Linked DNA regions of Zea mays: regions 2, 3 and 4 are each linked to region 1. The links are chromatin contacts, called in public Hi-C maps. All regions are on one chromosome and are shown on one strand. Each heading gives the region's core, a stretch centred on a gene start, on an enhancer-like site or on the middle of the called end of the contact. The rest is flanking DNA. Distances are from core to core; before and after follow the strand shown.

Region 1 (3,247 bases), core at 317-2,816:
TGCAAAGGAGATAAAGAGATCAGTGCACTTCATAGATAGCGACATTTGACTTCTAGAGTAACTTACGAAAGCACAAGCTCCAGACCTGTTAAGTCCAGTTTCTATGTTCTTGCATCTCAATGCATCTGAATCCTAAGGTTCCACGGTTGTCGAGGAACTAGGGGAGGGAAACACATTCAGATTGCTAGAAATAAAAGGTTATATATGTTTAAAGTTTGCAATTTATGAGCGTATCCAAAGTTTGGTAACTAGAAGTAAAATAATGTATATCATTATGATTTACGAAAGAACGTTGAGGATGCTCTTAACATAAAATATGTACCTCGACATTACATCAGATATACACAAATCAAGTTGGCGATATTTGTAAAATTCCAAATCAATTGAGGGATTCTGAATCTCTTCGTGTCTGTCACATTTAAATTGTAAAAAGGAAAAATTATGTATAAGTGGGATTCAAACTATAATTATTAGTTCTAAACCCATATTCATACCTATCTAGCCAACATGACACACGCGTATTCTCAAGTATAAATAGAAACCGTAGCAATGCATGGTATATAACTAGTATATATGCATATAGTAGTGAGACTATTAATATATAGTCCAATAATTCGGTAGCGAAGTATTGAAAGGTGAGCAACTAAAATGTATCCACAGCTCAGTTGTGTTTAAACACTTAGGCCATGTTTTCCTTCTAGGATTATATAATCTAGCTTATAGATTATACACGAACCTAATGACCTTCTTAGACAGTGTTCAACAATTCACCCATATGGTTATCTAAAACATTGTTTTTGTACTGTAGACTGCAATATTCGTAGGGTGTAGTTTCAATATAGGTACAGGGATGAATAAGCTGTTGGAGATAGCCTTGTGGATTATCATAATCTAGGTATCTAGATTATATAATTCACCTAATAATTTGTGTTGTTTGTTTATCTATTGATTTATTTAAACTGAATTAATTGTGTTGTTTGTTTGTCTCTTAACTTATTTAAACTGAATTAAGGTAAACAAACGGTCCTCAGGCAGTGCTTTGGTTATGGAGCCAGTTGAGATAGAGCCGCTCCATCCCAGAGAACAATTCGGTTTGGGAGATTAGGGGTATGGTTCAATATTTTAACATAATTTTTCTTTTTAGAGCCACTTTGTCCTATATAAAATCACTTCAAACAACTATAAAATAGGAGTGGAGCAGTTCCATCCTATCATACCCCGGAACCAAACACTACCTTAGAACTAATTTAGGAAAGAGAAAACCCGAATGAGATTGAAGGGTCTAAAATCCTTTTTTATCTAATTTTTTAATAAGAAAAAGGTTTTAGCCTCTCTTACACCTCTAGTTTTGTGGCTCCTAAAACAGTCATTAGTGGTCGGATTATTTCTCATCACCGAGTTGGGCCGTCCGCGGATTCTCTTCCACAAGCAAACTGGCCATCTCCGGATTCAACAAATTGGGCTTCTGTACCACATCCCCTCTAAAGAGTAGAGATGAAAGGCTACACTGGGCCGTGCCATGCTAAGCCCGCTACAGAGTAGAATGACAGGCCCGATTAGCCTCCTCCGTTGCAGCTGCAGGTTCTCGCCGACTCCCCTTCTCCTTCGACCTCCGCCGCTCGCCGCCGTTTCCCGTCCGCGGCGGCGCCTCCTCCCCTCCCACTCTTCCTCGTTGTCGATCTCGTCTCGGTTAGTTTCCTCCTAGTCCCGCACCTCTTTGGTGCACTGCACCCGTGTCTCCTCCTCGCAGCTGACCACGACACGACCTCCTCCTCAACTTGTATCGTCGAGTCGTCTGGCGGCGGGATAATCCGCGCCATCACCAGTGTGTGGGGGTGGGGGTTCCTTATCGATGGACGTGAACAAAATTATCTGTCAATAACTCTCCCACACTTAAAAAGAGAAGAACTCTTCTGAGTTTAGACTGACCAGACATTCTCTAGGGTTTGGGGCTAGCTGCCTGCACAATTTGTTCTGTTCTTACCTCCGTGCAGCGCGAGTTTTGTTATTTCTGAATGGGGTTTATTGGTTGAATTTTCAGTTCGATTGCTGGATCACTTGCTTAATCGCGGTGTTTGTTGCTGTATATTTCCGCTGCAGGGTACCATGGCAAGATCACTCTCCACCGCCCTCGTGAGGGGACTTATGAGATCGTCCCGTGCATCGACATCAGCTGTAAGGCTCTTGTACCCATTCCGCCATTCCGTGAAATTAACGGTTTTATGTCATTGTTGATTATCGCTAAATGCTAATGACATGATGAGATTGTTTGGCGGAGTTGTGCTGATCCTAATTTCGCACCTATTTCCTTCTGGCCCACTACAGTGCATCAGGGGTATGGAATTGGATTCACATGAGTTTTGCGCACTGTGTCAGGGTTTGGAATTGGATTCACATGATTTCTGTACAGTCATCTCTATTCTGAGATTCTAATGGGCAATTGAGCAACTGTATATCTGTAGTTTCTGGAACTGTAGCACACCTGATTCATGCAGTCAGTTTCCAGTGTCCAATAATATATTTAGATAAATGCATCCTATGTTCCCGTCTAATGAGAATACTGATGGTATGTGACCACAACCTTTTTTTTTGTTTGGCATTAGATGTAATCTGTTGTCACTATGCTAACTTCTAAGTTGCTTTTGGGCTAGTAAATATCATCCCTGGCAGCATCTTTCTAGTTTTCTACACCTGTATTTAAAAAAAATCGACCCATTCTATTTGCTTTGTTTGCTGCACATAACTTGTATCCGGTGCGACTTAGTATAAGTGTTAAGCTGCTTCAGTGCCCTAGCCTCTAGCTGATAAAAAATCACCCAACCACTTCATGTTCTATGTATGCTGCATATATAAATCATGAGGGAACTCTAGTATATGTGTTAAGCCACCTGTGCCCTAGCTGATAATGAATCATCAGGTAACTTGTAAGGAGTAAGTTTTTTCTATCTTGCCTGAATGTGAGTGTGACACATGGTGCATGAGTTTATCACTTTATCACTTTGCGCACTTTAAGATTGAGCATACTGTGGTGTATGCTGTATTTTTTTCTGTTTGTGTCTACCTCCTAATTTTTATCCTGTATCATGTATCTTTTTTTGCGCAGGCTGTGTCACGACCAGCTATCCAGCAGTTTATGAACTATTCATCAGGTCTTAGTGGCACTCCTAATGCAAATGGGGACTCAGTGACAACACGAGTAGCTGCTGATCACGACACCCATCAAGATTTTCAGCCAACAAGTAAAAGT
Region 2 (3,247 bases), core at 348-2,847, 490 kb before region 1:
TGACCAGCGGCATGCACGGAGGTTGTTGGGAGTCCGGCGGCACAAGGGTTGCATCTCAGACCCGGATGGCTGGGTTCGGGGATGGTTCCGGGGACGGCACGCGCGGGTTCGCGATGGTTTCCGGGAACAGCGCGCGGAGTCGGCGGGGATGGCGGCTGCGGCTGCGGGGTCAGCGGGGATCGGCGGATTCGACGGATGTTACGGGAATAGCGCGCGGAGTCGGCGGGGATGGCGGTTGCGCGCGGAGTCGGCGGATGTTGCGAGGTCGGTGGCTGCGAGAATGGGGATGGCGGCCGTGGGGTCAGCGGATCGGTGGATCGGCGGATGCTGCGGGATCGGTGGGTCTTGTGAGGTCGGCGGATGCGGGAACGTGGGTCTGCAGGGATGGAGCTGCGCGCGGAGTCGGCGGATGTTGCGAGGTCGGCGGCTATGAGAACGGGGATGGCGGCCGCGGGAACATGGGTCTGCAGGGATGGAGGGGTTTTTTTTTGTAAAATGGTGACACACACGTGCGACAGGTTGGATGGAATAAGAATAGGGTTTTTTTTGTAAAAAAATGACGCACGACGACCGTTGAAACTGGTGTTTTAAATATAATATAGAATATATATATATATATATGAGCGTGGCAAGTTTTTTTAGACTTACAAAGTCGTGGTAGACATTCGACCATCTAGTCTTAAACTAATGTGGCAAAAAATATGACAAACATGATGACTTACGACTGAGAATCATGTAAGGATTAGTTTGGGACCTCTATTTTTTCAAAAGATTATTTAGATAACTAAACTATTTTTTTTAAGAAAATGAGATTGTCAAACTAACTCTAAGTGGCATGCAATCCGTGGGGTATTCATTTCGTTCACATATATATTCGGCCACTTCTCTATTACAGGTGCGTGAATTTTATACTAGGTAGCTAAGCTTTAAGAAGGTTTCACGCAATACTCTTATATCACGAGCTAGCACAATTAAATTGTTACTTCTATGATTCGTTATCAATTTTGTCCTTGTGTGACTGTACAAACGATTATTGATTATCCTTGTGCCAACATAAACCAGATTGTTTTCACATTTGTGATTTTGTCTAACAGATTTTTATTCTTGGAATAAAAGGCGTAAAGCATGCACACAGAAACTGTAACAAACCATACAATGAGCATCGTCTGAGATTAATCTAAAGTTCTTTTTAGCAATTATTATAGGATTAAATGTACGTTAGTATGTAGATAAAACATCAAAGGGCATTTGGTCTAGTGGTATGATTCTCGCTTAGGGTGCGAGAGGTCCCGAGTTCAATTCTCGGAATGCCCCGTTTTTAAATCTTTTTCATAAATTTTATTTTACCATTTTTTTTGTTTACCACGTGACTCTCGTGGGGCTGTAACTGGCGTACTGCCACTGATGCTGTGAATCTGTGATGCACGACGAAGAAGGCGACTCCGTAGCTCGTGGATCATTGAGAGCCACTTGTGCATTTGACATGGCAGGGCATCCCAAATAATCAATGCAGTTGGTGGTGTTCATGGTTGATGCGGACGGGCGGGCCAGCTATAAACAAATTTTCATAGTGTATACTTGGGCAGACCCGATCATCAGACGTTTTCCAAAATGAAAAAAAAAACAGCATCAGATCAGGTGACATGGCATCTCATTATCTCAACGCTGCTCACCTCGAGGTTTTAGCTGCTGCTGCGTGCTGCCCGTGTCAAGTCCGGAGCAAGAGCAACCAACCAACCACCTCCTCCCCTCTCCGTCTCCCAGTCCGGCCTCGCTCGCCACTCGGAGTCTCGGAGTCAACCGCCAGCGCCTCGATCCGGCGAAGCCAGCCCAGCCCATGGCCTCCGGCGCCGTACCACCGCAGCGGGTCGCCCTGCTGGCGCTCGCCGCCGCCCTCTCCGTCGTCTCATTCCCGCACCTGTCCCTCCTCGCCTCGTCCCATCCGCTCCCGCAGGAAGCTGCTGCTGCTGCTGCGGGTGCGGCGGCGGGAGGCGAGGCGTCCGAGCCTCACGGCACCGCCGCCGATGGTGCCGCCGTGGCGCGGCGCGCGTGCACGTACACGGTGCAGATCAAGACGAGCTGCGCGTCCCCGCGGAGCTCCGCGGACGCGGTGAGCCTCGCGTTCGGGGACGCGTACCGCAACGAGGTGTACGCGGCGACGGTGACGCCGCGGCGCGGGTTCGAGCGCTGCGCCACGGACACGTTCCGCGTCGCCGGGCCCTGCGGCTACGGCGTCTGCTACCTCTACCTGCGCCGGTCGGGCCGCGCGGCCGGGTGGACGCCCGAGTGGGTCAGGGTGTACGAGCCGGCGTCCGGCGCGCCCTCCACCTTCTACTACGGCGACCCGCTCCCCGACGGCGTCTGGTACGGCTTCGACCGCTGCGTCAAGGCCGGGGCCGGCGCCTCTGCCGAGCATGGTGCCGCGGCGCGGACGCTGTGACGGACGGACGCGGACGCCGCCGGTCTCTGGGCGACAGGGCGAGGTAGCAGAGCGCCACTCGTGGCGCGCGGTCCTGCTGCCGTGTCAAGCGATGATTGCTGGGGCACGGCGTCTCTTTCTGTGCAAGTGGAGTATTCATTTCGGGTGGCTGCTAGTAGTAATAGCTTCTCTATTTGGTCTATTTGCGTTACGTGTAGTACGTGCCACGCATAATAAAAAGTAGTACGTATGTCTGAAAAAGAAAATATGAGTCCTCAAAGGATTTTCTATGCAACGCTAGCAATAAAAACCGATCCAATCTGTGAGTTGTTTTTTTCTAGTTCGCCTCTCATCAGGGCCCTGTTGCCAATTCGACAACGATCCCACACTGTATGCCCGGTCTGATTAGCTGCCTTCCTTTTGCTGTCTACGAGTGTATCAAAACATTCCATGGAAATGCGACAACAGAAACTAAACACATCCTCATCGTGTGCGTTCCTTCCACATCCACACGCGTTCTCAGCCACGGGGCGAGTGTCGTTCTGCCACACTCCACCAGCTCGGATGATGTTTCGCCCTGACAGATCCTCGCCTCGACGGCGACTGCGGCAAGGCGTACCTTGCCATTCGACCGGCGCAACGCAATGCCGCCGACAGAGATACAACGTCGTCGACTCCCACGCGGCAGAGTTCACCAGTTGCTGTTCAGGTAGACAAACTACGCAACCATAGATGTTCATGTTACACCATCATGTATGCGAATTATTCAAATCTAATCATATAAGCTAGGTATCAAGATCTCAGAGCACCCAAGTCCCAATCAGCTCA
Region 3 (3,247 bases), core at 463-2,962, 360 kb after region 1:
AAGGGCGTCGATTCCGTGTGCTGGGATCCCACCGGCGAGTACGTGGTGTCTGTCAGTGAAGACACGGTGAAGGTGTGGTCTTTGAACGACGAGAGCTTCGTGAACGAGCTTAGCTGCGGCGGGAGAAAGTTCAGTTCGTGCACTTTCCATCCTACGTACCCATCCTTGCTTATCATTGGCTGTTACCAGGCAAGTTACTAGTTTAGCGCAATTCCCATGACTGATTGCGACTACTGGTTTTTCTACACGCTCTATCCATCTCGGATATGTATCTTACATTCTTACTCGTGGGTCTGTAATGAACGGTGGTGCAGTCTCTGGAGCTGTGGGACATGTCCGAGAACCGGAGCATGACTGTTGCAGCGCACGACAGCCTCGTCTCGGCCCTGGCATCGTCGAGCTCCGGCCTGGTTGCTTCGAGTGGCCATGACAAGTATGTCAAGCTGTGGAGATGAGCTTCGACTTTCCTGCCCTGGCATGTTAAGTACGGTTGTGGACGCGCCCCAACCCTTTTGGCACCATTAGCTATCTGCTTGCATTGCAGTAGCGCTCAGGAGTTAGGATGGTGACTCGACCGCCTGACTGAACATGTGTCCGCTGAAGTAGCGTGCAGTAAAACCCTGAAGAAGTGGGTTTAGCGCCTAGCTTTTGTATAGGAAATTAGAACACGGGTTATGTTAAGTATCCAATGTCTGTCACTACCTTGACATCTGACATGGCTTGAAAGCTTTTGCTGCTGCAACTCGGCTTCCGAAAGGGATCACATTTCTGTGCTCGTGGGTGGCGTGTGTGGTGTGGTGTTGCGTACAAGACAAGATGCAAGGCTAGAAAGATAACGGCAGTCCCAACTTAGAAGAAAGGAACCCTTGTAGCCCGTGATGCCTAGCTAACGCAACGAGATTCCCGTGTTCAATTCTAATTCGCACGTAGGAGTAGCAGATCTGCGGATCTGCCGTTCCGATTCCTCTACGAGGAAGAACAGCTATGCCTCCGGTCATTCAAGATCTGTGGCCTTGTTTGCTATGCCTGCGTCGAATCATCTTCTTCGTCTGCAGACTTGTTCGAGGTAAGGTAGGTCACTACGCCTGGGATTAAAGAAAAATGAGTGAACACCCGTGAGGAACCAGGTTCTTTTTTTATTTCGTAGGATTTCGCAGGACATCCAACTCATTTCATATGTTTTCCCTGCTGCCGAGGAACACGTATCAACCAATCAATTTGTTCGAAAGAGGCCTCAAACTGAGTGCCAATTGCATATTTTCAAATGAAGAAAAACTATCCCCTTGCATGAACGCAAGAGATCTGTAATTGTTCTTGAAAGGTTTCAAATTTATCATTTGGATTTAATTCGAAACGACTTATATTGTTTATAAAATGTTTTCTCTCTATAAATTATATATAGCTGCAGCAGTCTAAACATAAGCTTGATTTAGGCGTTAGCTTACTCACAACAACCTTCCTCTTTAGGGGGTGTTTGGTTTCTAGTGACTAATATTTAGTCCTTACATTTTATTCCATTTAAGTTACAAAATTGTTAAATATAGAAACCAAAACTCTATTTTAGTTTCTATATTTGACAATTTATACACTAAAATGGAATAAAATGATGGGACTAAATATTAGTCCCTAGAAACCAAACACCCACTTAATAACTCGCTTCGCCCTCATTATAATCACTCACTCTCTCTCTACTCTCTTCGTCTGCGCCCCCACAAAACCCTAGACGCCACCCTCCCCCGCCGCGCGCCGCCGCCCGCGGACATGGATCTCCTTCGCTCTCATCTCCACAAGGTCCGGATCCCCGAGCCAACCAACCGCATCCACAAGGACGAGTGCTGCGTCTCCTTCGACACTCCGGTAACAACCGTGCCCCACCCCGTCCCGTTCCTCAACTCCGACTCGATTCGTTAGGGCTAGGGTCTGAGGCGACTTGGATTTGTTTGCTTGCGTGGGCGCAGAGGTCAGAGGGAGGCCTGTACGTGGACATGGTCTCGTTCCTGGGGTTCGGGAGGGAGTACGTGGAGTGGAACTTCGAGAAGACGGGGAACCCCGTGTACCTCCACATCGTTCAGCGCCGGAAGCCGGAGCCCGACGAGGCGGATCGCCCGCTTAAGAAGCCCACCCTCCTCGCTATAGGTACATGTTCTTCTTATTAGCTTGATCGAAGCCGACAGTTCAGGCAGTAACTATCTAATGCTCTGCCTAGCTTGAGTGAACCCAACAGTTCATCTGTTATGTAAATGGGTATGCTTAGCTTATGATGATCATGCGGCACAACAATGCTTTAAATCCTTTTCATTGTCTGCTATGTAACTGAATTGTGTGTGTTTTACATGATTATTGGTTGAACTATGATGAACAGAAGGGAGGGCTGCATTGTATCTGGATCACATGAAATGTGTCAATTGTGTAGCAGTGTCACCATGATAGATGATACTACTGGAGTACTAGAATATGTTATGTTTTCTGCTTTGTTGTTGAAGCCGGTTTAGTAAGCAAGTTCAGGGTGTGGTACTATGCTGTTTACTATTAAAAAATGCAGTGGACTTTTGAATTTACAGTAGTTATGACCTTATGGGGGTGGTTCCTAATTTCTTGTATCATTTATTTGTTATTGGTATATGTACACTATAATGTCCTCCATACCTGTATCGGAAATTTCATACTTGAACTGGATGTTCGTTGAACTACAGTGCATTCCTATGTTTCCTGGCTTACAAATATTAGAATGTGGATCTAATAAACACTAACATTAAATCTATGTATTCAATGAGAGTTTCGGTTTATATTAATGATTTTCCCACAATTGATAGGTGTGGAAGGAGGTTTTGGTGATCAAGAACCAGAATATGATGAAACTTTTGAAATAGTCATCTTACCTGATTTTATTTGTCTTCCATTTCCGTCAGTTGATTTGCCAGAGAAGGTAGACTTTAGTCTTTACCCTTTATGGAAATAGCAAAACACCAAAACTACTGTATGTACTTTAATTTAGGATGTACTATTTGCAGGTTAGGCTTGCGGTTGATAAAGTTTTACTTGCTGAAAGTGCTGATAGAAAAGAACAACTGGCTGCTTGGGTTGCTGACAAAAAGAACATTAGTGCATATGCTATGGACCTGCAGCAGCTAGACAATGGTGTTATTGTGCCTCCTACTGGATGGAAGTGTAGCAAATGCGATAAAACTGAGAACCTCTGGCTGAATTTAACTGATGGTATGATCCTTTGTGGGAGGAAGCTCTGGGA
Region 4 (3,247 bases), core at 258-2,757, 290 kb before region 1:
TATCACCGATTGGTGGAGAGGGAGACATAGTGTGTTTGGTTTGATGTCAAAGTAGGATAAGTCGGGGTGTGATATCGGGCCTGTTTGGTTCAGCTTTTTTCTGACCAGCTTTTCTGAGAATCTGGCTGTGGAGAGAATCTAGCTGTGGGAAGAATCTGAGTATTGTGTGGATTACGTGCGGAGGAAGATGAAGTGGTCCAAAGAGTTCAGGATCTAGAAAGCAACAGATTCCTACTATCATGACGATTCGACCGATTTTGTGTTCATATTGATTTTGAACGGTTTTTACCAAAACGATTTTTATAGAAGCTGGCTGAAAAGCTGGGACGTTTGGCGATCTGCAGCAGCTTTTGGTGGCAAGAAGCTGGAAAAAGCCCAAACAAACAGGGGCATCATCCTCTCAATTTTTTGGAATCACGTTGTCACAAAAAATTACTCCGGTGTTTACCCGACTCTCATCAAAACACTATAGAAAATGTGGTTAGCCTCATTCCATCCCTGCTTGTACATTCAAACAACACACACTAGAGCTCCGCTTCTCCAAGGGGGAATTCTCCCGAGGGGGGCACCGTTGGAGCTGGCCAGCCGGGGCACCTCAGAGCCGACAGGGGGAAGGGAGCGTTGTTGGAGTCCACCGTATTGTTTTAGTTTCTGACCATCAGAAACTGCTGCAGACTGTCAAATACTCAACTTTTTGTATGCTTCTATAGAAAACACTGTAGTTAAAACTGTTAAAAATCAACGTGAACACAAAATCGGTCGCGTCGTTGCGATAGTAAGAAACCATCACTTTTGTAGATCGTAAACCCTATTGATTATTTTATCTTTCTCCGCACGTAATCTCCATTATACTTAAGTTATCTTCATAACCAGGCTCTTTCCACAAACAGATTCTCAGAAAATAAAAGTGAACAAACATGCCCAACATATCAAGCGTAAAACTATCTACAGTTCTAACATTCTAAAATTAACTCATGTTCATTCGAATTCTTAATCTAGTGCAGTCTCACCAACCAAATCTGCAGGCTGTCAAGGGTTCTTTATAAAATGTTTAAGTCAGTAGACTATAATGGTTCTAAACACGACGTAATGTGCATACGTTAATTTAGTAGGTTAGCGCTGCAAGTAGTTTTCCCGTAGGCAATGCCTGCAGTTGATCCCGTCCCGTCAACTGCCCTCTCGGCCATGGCGCTACCTTCCGCGGAGAAGCGCGCAGAAGATCTCTCTGGCCGGGAGCCGTGCAGCAACAAATCCAAAAGCCCTCCGTTCCTCGTAAACAAAACGCACGCATCGGCGTAATTAACGATTCTTACCGCACTCTGTTAACAGCTAGCAGCGCACAACCGCGCCACGTCGTGACGCCGTAGGAGGTTTACTGCCCAGTGCCCACAGCCGATGCGGTCAGGCACGCGGCGCCGTTCGGTTTTTTCGCGCGGGGTGCCGGCCTGCGGGGTTGGGGTGTGCGACGGGGACTGGGGAGACGGAGGGGGACGGTTCCTTGGACTCCAAGGAGCCCAGAGGCGCGCGCGGCAGCCGTCTTTGACCGCCACCGCGGGGCGTCGCCGTGAGGAGGGTTTGGGGCCGCTGACGCCCGCGGCCCGCGGCGACGTCTCGCCTATATAAACCCATACTCGCCCGTCCCTCCTCACTCACCCAAGCCACACCCGACGCCAGATGCCCGCGTCCACGGCCGCGCCGCCTCACGCGGCGCTCGCGATGGCGGCGACACCGGCGCGCGAGGGCCCCCTCCTCTACTCTCTCTTCCCCCTGGAGCCGCTCATCCTCCACGGCGTGGGCGCCGCGGTCCACGTCCTCCTCGCGCTCGCCGTCGCGGGGCGGTTCCTGTTTCACCGCTGCGGCCTCTCCGGCGCCGGCCGCGCCAAGGACGGGGAGGCGCGCGGATGCGGCCCCCGCGGCGGGGGCCAGTTCCGGTGCCGCGTCGTCGCGGTCTGCGCCACGTGGGCCGTGGCGGCGGCCGAGGTCCTGCTCGCGGCCTACTCGTGCTACCTGGGCAGCAGCGCCGGGTGGTCGCGTGAAACGGCGGTGGGCCTCGCGGACGCGGCCGCGCGCGCGGTGGCGTGGCTGCTGCTCGCTGCGTACCTGCAGTTCGACTTCGGGCAGCGGCGCGAGGGGCGGTTCCCGGCGCCTCTCAGGCTCTGGTGGGCGTTCTTCCTCCTGCTCTCCCTCCTGGCGGTGGCCGACCACGTGGCGACCAGGCTCGACGGGCTCCTGGTACCGGCGCTCTCGTGGGCGTTCGACGCCGTCTCGGTTGCTGCTGCCGTGGTTCTGCTCTGCGCTGGGCTCGTAGGCCGGAGGGAGGGAGGCGGCTCTGCGGCCGAGGAGCCTCTGCTCAACGGCACGCATGAGTCTGCCGACGGTAGCGGCCGCGGCGACGCCGAGGCGTCCAGGTTCACCGGCGCCGGCTTTTTCAGCTTGCTCACCTTCTCGTGGATGGGCCCCCTTCTCGCGGTCGGCCACAAGAAGACCCTCGGCCTGGACGACGTCCCGGGGCTCGACCCCGGCGACAGCATCTCCAGCCTGCTCCCGATGTTCAAGGTCAACCTAGAGGCGGTGGCCGGCGACGTCTCCGGCTCTGGCCGGAAGGCCGTCACGGCGTTCAAGCTCACTAAGGCCCTGTTGCGCACCGTGTGGTGGCACGTCGCGGTGACCGCGTTCTACGCGCTGGTCTACAATGTCGCCACCTACGTCGGCCCGTACCTCATCGACTCCCTGGTGCAGTACCTCAACGGCGACGAGAGGTATGCGAGCAAGGGGCAGCTCCTTGTCCTCGCGTTCATTGTCGCCAAGGTGTTCGAGTGCGTGTCGCAGCGCCACTGGTTCTTCCGGCTGCAGCAGGCGGGGATACGCGCGCGTTCCGCGCTTGTTGCCGTCGTGTACCAGAAGGGCATCGCGTTGTCAAGCCAGTCGAGGCAGAGCCGCACGAGCGGCGAGATGATCAACATCATCAGCGTCGACGCCGACCGCGTCGGGATCTTCTCATGGTACATGCACGACCTCTGGCTGGTACCGCTGCAAGTCGGCATGGCGTTGTTCATTCTGTACTCCACCCTCGGGCTTGCTTCGCTCGCCGCACTTGGCGCCACCGTGGTCGTCATGCTTGCCAATGTGCCTCCTGGGCGGATGCAGGAGAAGTTCCAGCAGAAGCTCATGGACTGCAAGGATGTCAGGATGAAGGCAACGTCCGAGATCCTGCGCAACATGCGGATTCTGAAACTGCAGGGGTGGG

The links. Hi-C and Micro-C count contacts between places; a contact is called where the count stands out from the background.
Region 2: a Hi-C map of leaf shows a contact between it and region 1, with 10 times the contacts expected there. The contact joins the promoter of LOC100274420 here to the promoter of LOC100281974 in region 1. A contact is called at or near these places in 3 of 25 Hi-C or Micro-C datasets (ear, leaf and tassel).
Region 3: a contact with region 1 is called in a Hi-C map of ear, with 4 times the contacts expected there. The contact joins the promoter of LOC100383086 here to the promoter of LOC100281974 in region 1. A contact is called at or near these places in 2 of 25 Hi-C or Micro-C datasets (ear and tassel).
Region 4: a Hi-C map of ear shows a contact between it and region 1, with 3 times the contacts expected there. The contact joins the promoter of LOC109941983 here to the promoter of LOC100281974 in region 1. A contact is called at or near these places in 9 of 25 Hi-C or Micro-C datasets (bundle sheath, ear, endosperm and 3 more) and 1 of 3 datasets of contacts at active chromatin or transcription factors (leaf).

What each region holds. Positions count from the first base shown.
Region 1 is chr8:18,451,750-18,454,996 of Zm-B73-REFERENCE-NAM-5.0, forward strand. LOC100281974 reads left to right here and starts at 1,567. Exons shown (of 7, transcript NM_001154891.1): 1 at 1,567-1,689; 2 at 2,101-2,175; 3 at 3,104-3,247. The coding sequence starts at 2,107.
Region 2 is chr8:17,965,905-17,969,151 of Zm-B73-REFERENCE-NAM-5.0, forward strand. LOC100274420 (lipase/lipooxygenase, PLAT/LH2) reads left to right here and starts at 1,598. Exons shown (of 1, transcript NM_001148779.1): 1 at 1,598-2,758. The coding sequence starts at 1,838. The coding sequence ends at 2,440. TRNAP-AGG (transfer RNA proline (anticodon AGG)) reads left to right here and starts at 1,243; the gene lies at 1,243-1,314.
Region 3 is chr8:18,815,895-18,819,141 of Zm-B73-REFERENCE-NAM-5.0, forward strand. LOC100383086 reads left to right here and starts at 1,713. Exons shown (of 19, transcript NM_001175757.1): 1 at 1,713-1,857; 2 at 1,959-2,136; 3 at 2,814-2,926; 4 at 3,012-3,247. The coding sequence starts at 1,762. LOC103634873 (transcriptional corepressor LEUNIG) reads left to right here. Exons shown (of 18, transcript XM_008657455.4): 17 at 1-189; 18 at 315-765. The coding sequence ends at 455.
Region 4 is chr8:18,165,157-18,168,403 of Zm-B73-REFERENCE-NAM-5.0, forward strand. LOC109941983 (ABC transporter C family member 3) reads left to right here and starts at 1,508. Exons shown (of 10, transcript XM_020543288.2): 1 at 1,508-3,247. The coding sequence starts at 1,675.